Linked DNA regions of Manis pentadactyla: region 1 is linked to region 2. Evidence: chromatin contacts called from public Hi-C data. All regions are on one chromosome and are shown on one strand. The core of a region is the stretch at or near the end of the contact, and the rest is flanking DNA. Distances in the headings are between cores, read along the strand shown. Region 1 holds the start of SIK3 (SIK family kinase 3). Region 2 holds the start of BUD13 (BUD13 homolog).

The links. A called contact is a pair of places that touch in the nucleus more often than the background predicts.
Region 1: a Hi-C map of fibroblasts shows a contact between it and region 2, with 2.9 times the contacts expected there. The contact joins the promoter of SIK3 here to the promoter of BUD13 in region 2.

What each region holds. Positions count from the first base shown.
Region 1 is chr13:4,283,030-4,287,105 of mManPen7.hap1, forward strand. It overlaps SIK3 (SIK family kinase 3), which reads right to left and starts at 1,344. Exons shown (of 25, transcript XM_036919831.2): 1 at 1,033-1,344. The coding sequence starts at 1,305.
Region 2 is chr13:3,991,381-3,995,206 of mManPen7.hap1, forward strand. BUD13 (BUD13 homolog) reads right to left here and starts at 1,597. Exons shown (of 9, transcript XM_036919820.2): 1 at 1-1,597. ZPR1 (ZPR1 zinc finger) reads right to left here. Exons shown (of 14, transcript XM_036919821.2): 13 at 3,016-3,081; 14 at 1,764-2,321. The coding sequence ends at 2,187.

The DNA of each region.
Region 1 (4,076 bases), core at 94-2,593, 290 kb after region 2:
TTCCAACAGTCCCAGTGACGAAGGCTACAGGAAAGGGCTCACCCGTACTTCCACAGGAAAAATGAATCTTCTACGTAAAATGTTATGTGTGTACATATATGGCTTCCTAATCGACCTTGGCTAATTTCACTACTACAGCTCCACAAATCCCTTGAGAACCAAAGGGCCCCGTGAGTGTGATCCCCTGGTGTCCGGGTTCCTCACACACGTCGGTCACCAGGCCTTCCCCCCGACCACCGTGAGCCCACCCTGCGTTCTATGAAGCCCACAATTCCAGACCGTCCAGCAACTAAAAATAACCGGCACTCCAGCTCTCCCCAATTGTTTAACCCCTGCTTACCTAGTGCCACCATGTGCGCCCCTTCCTGCGGAAGAGCAAAGTAATTTTCCCTCCTGATTTCCCCATTTTCTACATCGCCTCCTCCAGTCATAATAATCTTGTCGGTCTTCAGGCTCCCATTCCCACCGTCCACCCGTCAGAGCCGATCCAACGCGGATCGGACCTGTCATAAGGTCCCAGGCGCCTGCTACCTCCCCGCACCCTGCGCCCACCGCACACCCCTGGGGCACATCCCCGCCGTCCTTGGCCCTCTCCTGACCAGATCGCCCTTGTCTTCCCCCACCTCCTGGTGCCCATTTCCTGTGCCCCTGCCCTCCTTCCCGCAGGATTTCCTAATTGCTGGTTCCACAGTCGTCTTGGCGTACAGTCTCCCGGCTCGGCCAGAGTTCAAACCTCTCTCCACCCAGCCCCTGCGCTGCCCTCCGGGGAGCCCCCTCCCCACCCCCGGCGTCCCGGGTCCCGGAGCTCGGCGGGCCCCTCCCCTCCGCCCCGGAGTTCCCCTCTCGCGCCCCCCGCGCCGCCCCGACGGCCCCTGCCCGCTGCCCTAGTGCCCCGCGCTCCCCGACAGCCCGAGCCGCGCTCGCCGCGCCGACCCCTCGGCGCGCTGTCGCCGGTCCCTCCGGCCGCCGCCGCACTCGGATGCCAGGTCCCGGGCTGCGCACCCGCGGCCCCCGGCCCCACCGCGCCGCTACCTTGGCCTTGGTGACGAGGTGCGTGGCCCGCTTGACCACCGCGAAGTTGCCCTTGCCGATGGTGCGGTCGATCTCGTAGTAGCCGATGCGGGCAGGCACTGGCCCGCGGGAGGCCGGGGCCGGGGGACGCGGCGGGCCGGCCGCCGGGGACACCGACGCGGGGGCGGCCGGGGACCCCGGGGCGGACGGAGGCAGCAGGCGGCCGGCCGGCCCGGCTCCCCCCGCCCCGGCCCCGGCAGCCCCGCCAGCTCCGCTCGCCGCCGCCGCCGCCATCTTGTTGTGCAGTGAAACCTCCCGGGCCGCGGGAGCCGGCGGGGGGGAGAGGGCGGGGGGGGCGGGAAAAGGACGGGGGCGGGGGGGGGGCTGACGGACGTCACTCCGGGGGGCGGGGCGCCCGCGCCGCCGGGGCCAGGCGCCATGGCAACCGAGCGTCACGTGCCGACGCGCGTCATTGCCCGGAGTCATGGCAACCGTGACCTCACGGGCAGCTCGACCTTCCCGCGTGGGCCGGGTTCCCGAGGCGCAGGCTCCCGGGCGCCCCCCTCTGGGGAGGGCACCGTGGGCGCCACCAGCGCCCTCGCGCGCCCCGAGCTTCCGCCGCGCTCCCGAGACGCAGAGCCGGCCCCGCCGCGTGTGGCATCGCTAAGGTGACCCCTAGTGCGCCCTCTGTCCCACTTCAGCGGTCACCCAGGCTCTCTAACGCAAAATGTTTCCTCTTCACCAAAAATACCAGCCGCGTCCCACTTTAGCCCTTGAGGCCGCAAAGGCAGGAATAGGTAACCAGGCGGGAGCGAGGCAGGGGAATTCTTCAGTAAAATTCCTTCCTCTTACAAAACCCGGCTCACCGGCGCAACCAACCTAATTGTCAGCGAACGGAGGGCAATGGGGAAACCAGGATCTGCGTGCTGGAGGGCGGGGGAACCAGCCCAAACAGGCATCCCAGCCACTGGCTGGGCGGGGGCCGCGGGAGGTGCCCATTCTCCTTCCTCCCACCCTGTCCCCGAACAATTCTATAGCCAGGTGACTGTCAGAGTGCCGGCGTCCCACTTGCATCGCTTGTATGACCCTGATGAAGCAGCGGTGCACACTGCCCGCAAACCACGTCACGGTTATGTAGACAGACGACAGTCTGTTGGGCAAAATAAGTATGTAAATAATAAAATAAAAATTCCATCCTACTGGTGACCCTCCCAAGGACATTAAAGGTGATCACACTGTAATTCCAATAATAAATCTCGCCTCTTTCTTTGCTCCTCTGTTAGTTGGCATTCCACACCCTCCAGATTTCCCTTTTTCCCCCCTTCCCTTTATTAAGTAGGTGGACCTAACCGCTTTAGTTGGGGTTGAGGAGGGAAAGGCTATCGGGCTGTCAGTGACAAGGTCTTCAGCAGGCTAGCGGGGAGGAGGGAAGACTTGCAGACACTCCGATGTGAACGTGCATCCTTCAGTCCAGTCCCCATCCATCCACCTGCGTGTCTCAGCTGTGTTGTCAGGTCACTGCATGTACGATATTAAATGTGGATGCCCAGGGGACTGTAGGTGTGTGAGGAGGGCGCAGTTTTACTCTCTCTGACCAAAAGATATTTACTTGCACTCTGATTCCCCATCTGACTATGAGTAATGTCTAGGACCAGGACGGGACAGAGAGGTCATTCCACAATTGGTCTTGGATCAATTCCCTGGTGGCTGTTCCAAATTGCCCACACAATTAACACTAATTGGCTCCTTTACTAGCAAAGAAGAAGAAGGATGAATTTGTCCTCGGCTTCTTGCACTGGTTAAGCCCTTTCATTGGCTGAGCTCATTCAATCCCAGATAAATGATGGAATGTAGCAGCCTCTCTTACCTCTTCATGACACCACTCACCTGCGTCTAGAAGGGCCTATGTATTAACTTTGGTACTGCGCCCCAGTGTCCCACTGAGGGGAGGAGGAGAGGGTCTCACAGAAAGCTTAGCTGGCGAGAAGGCAAGGGAAAAAAAGTTTTACTCTGGAGACTGAAACCATCCTCACTAGTGACTTTACAACCTCTCTGCTCGCAGAGATCATTTGGACGTGGAGTACTGCGACTTGCGCCACTCGCTGGAGGATGTCAAAAACAAAGCAGCCTCAGGGGAGAAACTGGAAAATGGAGCATTGGTTTCATTTCCACAGAGCACAAGCAGATCACACTTGTCCCTGAGAATGACCAGAATCTGAAAGCTGTGTGTTACGTCACTTATGCTCCCTGCCTGTGTGGACTGAGGCTGGTAGATGGTGCATCCTGTTGACCCTTAGACAAAGACTTGTAGGCGATCTCCCTGAAGAGTCCTCTTTAGACTTTGGGGAGATAGAAAACTGGGGAGGGGAATGATCATCAGGGGAAAAGGTAAACAGTTTAGATGTATGTATTTAATAAGGATTGAAGACCAAGGACTGAGTTAGGTTTGGGGAGGAACTCACAGTTGATAATAACAACAACTTGATAGGTACTGTACTAAGCAGTTTACATAATTGAACTTAATCCTCAACAACCCTATGAGACAGATTATATTATTATCCCCATTTTGCAGAGACAGAAAATGAGGCACAGAGGGATCAAGGAAATTGGCCACAGTTACATAGCTAGAAAGTGGAAGAACTAGGATGCAAATCCAGACAGCCTACCTCTGGAGCCTGAGGTCTTCTGCCACGGGATGACAAACCCTTCGAGGCAGGAGCTGATAGGAAGAGTGGTTTCTCCAGAAGCCCAGGCCCCTTGAGCTCAGTTTAGACCCAGGGAAGAAGAGAACGTCAAGAGTCCATGAGAGCAGGACAGAGCAGGCCCCGAAACATGCCAGTAAACAAGGGGTCCAAACCCACCTGAAGTACCTGTGTTGGCTTCACTTAGAAATGGCGCCGTGAAGAGTCTGTCTGCCTACTGTGCAGGCGTCTTGGTACCCTTAGAGAACAGGTGGATAGGTGTATTCCTGCCCTGCTTCAGACTCAGAGGAGCAGGTTGGGGGCTGGAATCTCAGAGCCCCAGGAGTCCAGGGAGGAGTCAGGGAGCCAGCCCCCCACCCAGCT
Region 2 (3,826 bases), core at 347-2,846:
TTTCTGCTCCAGTGAACATGACCAGTACAGCCCTCAACCACACCAGCACACCTCCTGCCCTCTTCTGTCCTCAGTTCCACTGCTACCCATTCTATTCAGGTTTAGCCTGACAAGACCCGAGCTCAGGTCCCAACCCTGTCTACCTCCCAGAGCAGTTAAGCAGGATCAAATTAATTTATGCCCAGTGGAGGGTCTGAGCTTTGCCCTCTCTGTAGTTTCATCTAATAAAGCAAATACAGTAGTTATAGACTTGACCTAAAATGTCCAGAGCTCAAGTTTCACACTGGCCTGAGTTTGAAGCCTGCTTCTTAGAAGGTTTAATTCCTTCTGGAAGTTACCTGGCCTCTCTGAAGCTGTTTCCTCACCTGTAAAATGAGGATGATTTTATTTACAGCTACTTTTTTCCAGGAAAGGTTTAAAGCAGAACAGAGACATTTTAGTTTTTGTATTATATGAGAGAAAATACATATAAAAGCACTTCAGAATTATTAATTCACTAATCCTCACAATAATCCTACCAAGTAGATAGCATTATAATCCCTATCTTACAGACCAGGAAACTGGAGCATTAGTGGTGCCAGTACTAAAGGGGTAAGTCTATTCAAAGTGCTATCTATAGCTTTATAGTTCACGTGAGTCACCTGATAACCTTAGTCCCTGAAGTCTTAAAACACCTAACTCTTGCCTCACTGACAGAAAATAGAAATACAAGTATGGGGGTCAGTCCCACATGAAAAGTCGTCAAATGCCGAAGAATTCAATAGGGAGAGGTGTCTGAAAACAGACTCCTTGGACAAATACATTTAATGAAGAGGGAGGAGGCAGAAATTCCAACAAGGAATGATCACAGTAAGAGAAAAGCAGTATCCCAGAGACCAAGGGCTAAGAAGAGGTGGTCCGCTGCCAAACCCAACAGAAGTAGAGCACAGAGAATGAGAACGTTTTCCACGTGGAACAGCCCGCGTGTGACCTCTGAGAAGGGCTGACTGGAAGGTGAGGGTGGATGGCATGAGTACTGTTGTTTGTAACTGGATGCTTTGGTTAAGGCAGCAGCCTAGAGCACCGAGGCTTGTCTAGCGTCCCCAGCAAGTAACAGGTCTGCACCGCAGGAGGCACCAGTGGCTGAGGCAGCGCAAAGAGCACGCGCTAGGGAGCCCAGGGCCCTAGGCTGCGGTGCTCGTTAGAGCAACTTTGGGCTGCCTGAACCTCTTTCCTATTTGTAAATGAGAGTGGGACCAGATGACCCCAAATACCCCCAACTGGCTCTAACATCCTTTAACCTCGAGGCTTTTATACACATACTCCCGTCTGCATAGAAACGTCTTTCCCCGGCTATCCATGGGGCTTACTCCCCTGCCTCCTTCTCAGCCTTGCCGAAAGGTCAAATGACCACCTTCTTGTTGAGATGGCCCCTGCCTACTCTCGGGAACACCTGCCCCCACCTCTGCTGGCACTACCATACCCTTCCCTGCTTCACATTTACACCGCCTGGCAGACGGTTTTACTTGCCAGTTTATCGTCAACCCCAAACCCACTGTTTGCCAGTTTCCCCCACTACACTAAAGCTCCATGAAAACACACTATTATTTTGTTCAGTCCTGTGGCATGCTTGACACAGTCAGCACTCCAACATCTACTGAAGGAATAATTGAAATGCCAGCTCCAATCCCCAAATTACAGTGGCTACACTGGAAGAAACTTCCTTCGGGGCTGAATTCTACCAGCACGGTATCTAACAAGGACAGAGTGAATTCAGAAGATAGTGCTGTTTGAAAGCCATCATTTTAATGAGAATTTCGTCACCTATGCTGGGTTCCCTCCCTCAGAAGACTCTTTTCCTGTTGAAAAGCAGTATTTTATATACCCAAACCAACTCTCAAACTCTAGATGTAGCTGTCTTCTACATTCTCCAACTTGAGAGTTCCTGCCCAAGAGAAGAGGGCACTGGGTGGAGGGAGGGGAAAGATGTAACAGGACAAAAGGGGTGACATGCTCCATAGTTACCTTCTGGGTTTCCTCCCAGGCCAATCAAAACCTCCAAAATAAGGTCAAGTAGCCCACCACGCTTACACTTCCATCACAAACCGTTCACATAGTGTGCCTACATCTCCGCACCTTTTCCAACAGAAATAAATAACCCTACGATCTGAGCAGCGCCAGAGGCTGGCCCAGGAGCTGCTCCCCTGCTACCGCTGTGGGGCCAGGTCTGTCCCATAGCCCTCGGTCTTCATGTCATTGAGCCCAAGCTCCTCATTCTGGTCAAATGTGCGCTCATAACGCTCCACCTTCATCTCAGGATCATCTTCAGGCGCATACACATTCTGCAAGACCAAACCGGGAATCAGCGCCCATGGCCCCTGCTGCCCCTCTGCTGCCCACTGCCCCCAGATGGCTTCCAACTCCCCCTTTCCCAAGGATTTAAGGAGATGTTCTCTTACTAAGGGTCTCCGATTCCCTATTGTTATTCTTGACAACTGGATGGCAACAGAGCCCTTGTGGGCCGGGAGCAGGATGTCCAACCTCAGGGAGAATTAGGAAACAGTCTGCCTAAAATGTTTTCCTCTGCGCCTTCTTACAAAGAGCATGGCAATAACTTTAATCATGCAGAATCATGCAGTTTTGCCTAACCCATAATGACTGCTAAAAAGATGTTCAAGTTACTATCAATCACTAGAGTCTCTCCCTAGTTGGCTTAAAGACTCTCCGTTTTCCTGTCTTGGCCTCGGACTTGGCACTATTTCTCTTCGCTCCATCATCAGATTTGAAAATGAAAACTCTCCTGGGGGACCCAGACCCAGAGACGAGAGCTGGACTAGTGGAAGAGGGAGCTTAGGAGTGTCCTTTCTCCCTCTTCACAGGCACTTACAGTCTCTCCTACCTTCCCCCCTCCTCCCTTATCTTCCAACTTCTGCTAAAAGGTTCCTTATCAAGTCTCTCAGTTTCTGGAGAAATGATATTCTATTCAGGTCAGGAAATATATCTCCATGAAGTATCAGGCAGGGCCCACTACTGTACCTGCAGGTAGCTATTTCCTGCTGGATCGTTCATAATAAAGCAGGCCTTCCTGTTGCCCTCAAGGATCTAAAGGAAAGAGAACACAGCACATCAGTGTTACAAAGCTCCTGGCAGGAAGGGGTCATGTCTGCCAGACAAGAACCAACCCCACTTACACTGCAGAATCCCCACCAGTTTTAAGTACTGGTGAAATGTACCTCTACTAGTGGAGAGGATCTAAAACAGACTGTGTGAAAGCTACTGAAGCAGCAATCTGACATCCCCCACTCCAAACAGGCCCACAACTGCCCTCCCCGACCCTGGCAGAAGCCTGAAGGAGTCTGTGGAAAAGTTACCACAGTGCGCTCTGACCTGGGGGGGCACAGGCCAGCTGAGGGCGAGGGAAAAGAATCAACAGGAGGTCACAGGAATGTGTAGCCTCACTGGACACAGACATACGTATACCACAGCCCTCTCCCCATGCTGAGCCATCAGAACACTGCCAGCTAAGCCTTCACCCTCAGGCCAGGAAGTGGAGCGCTCCAATGGGGATCTGACCAGCCGAGAGAAAAGATCCACCTACTCTGGCAATAGGGTCACCTCAACAAAACAGCCGAGCGGAATCCCTCTAGAGTAAGCCTACTGTCGGCAAGACTCACCCCCAACACCGGTGTTTTATTTAGTCTTTACTTTTAAACAGACAATAAAACCAGACATCTGAGCAAAGCCCCTGACAGTTTAAGACAGAAAATTAAATGGGGGAAGAAAAACTAGAGGAAATAGAAACTATGCAAAGCAAATAAAATGTCAAAAAAAAGCCAACATTTATATT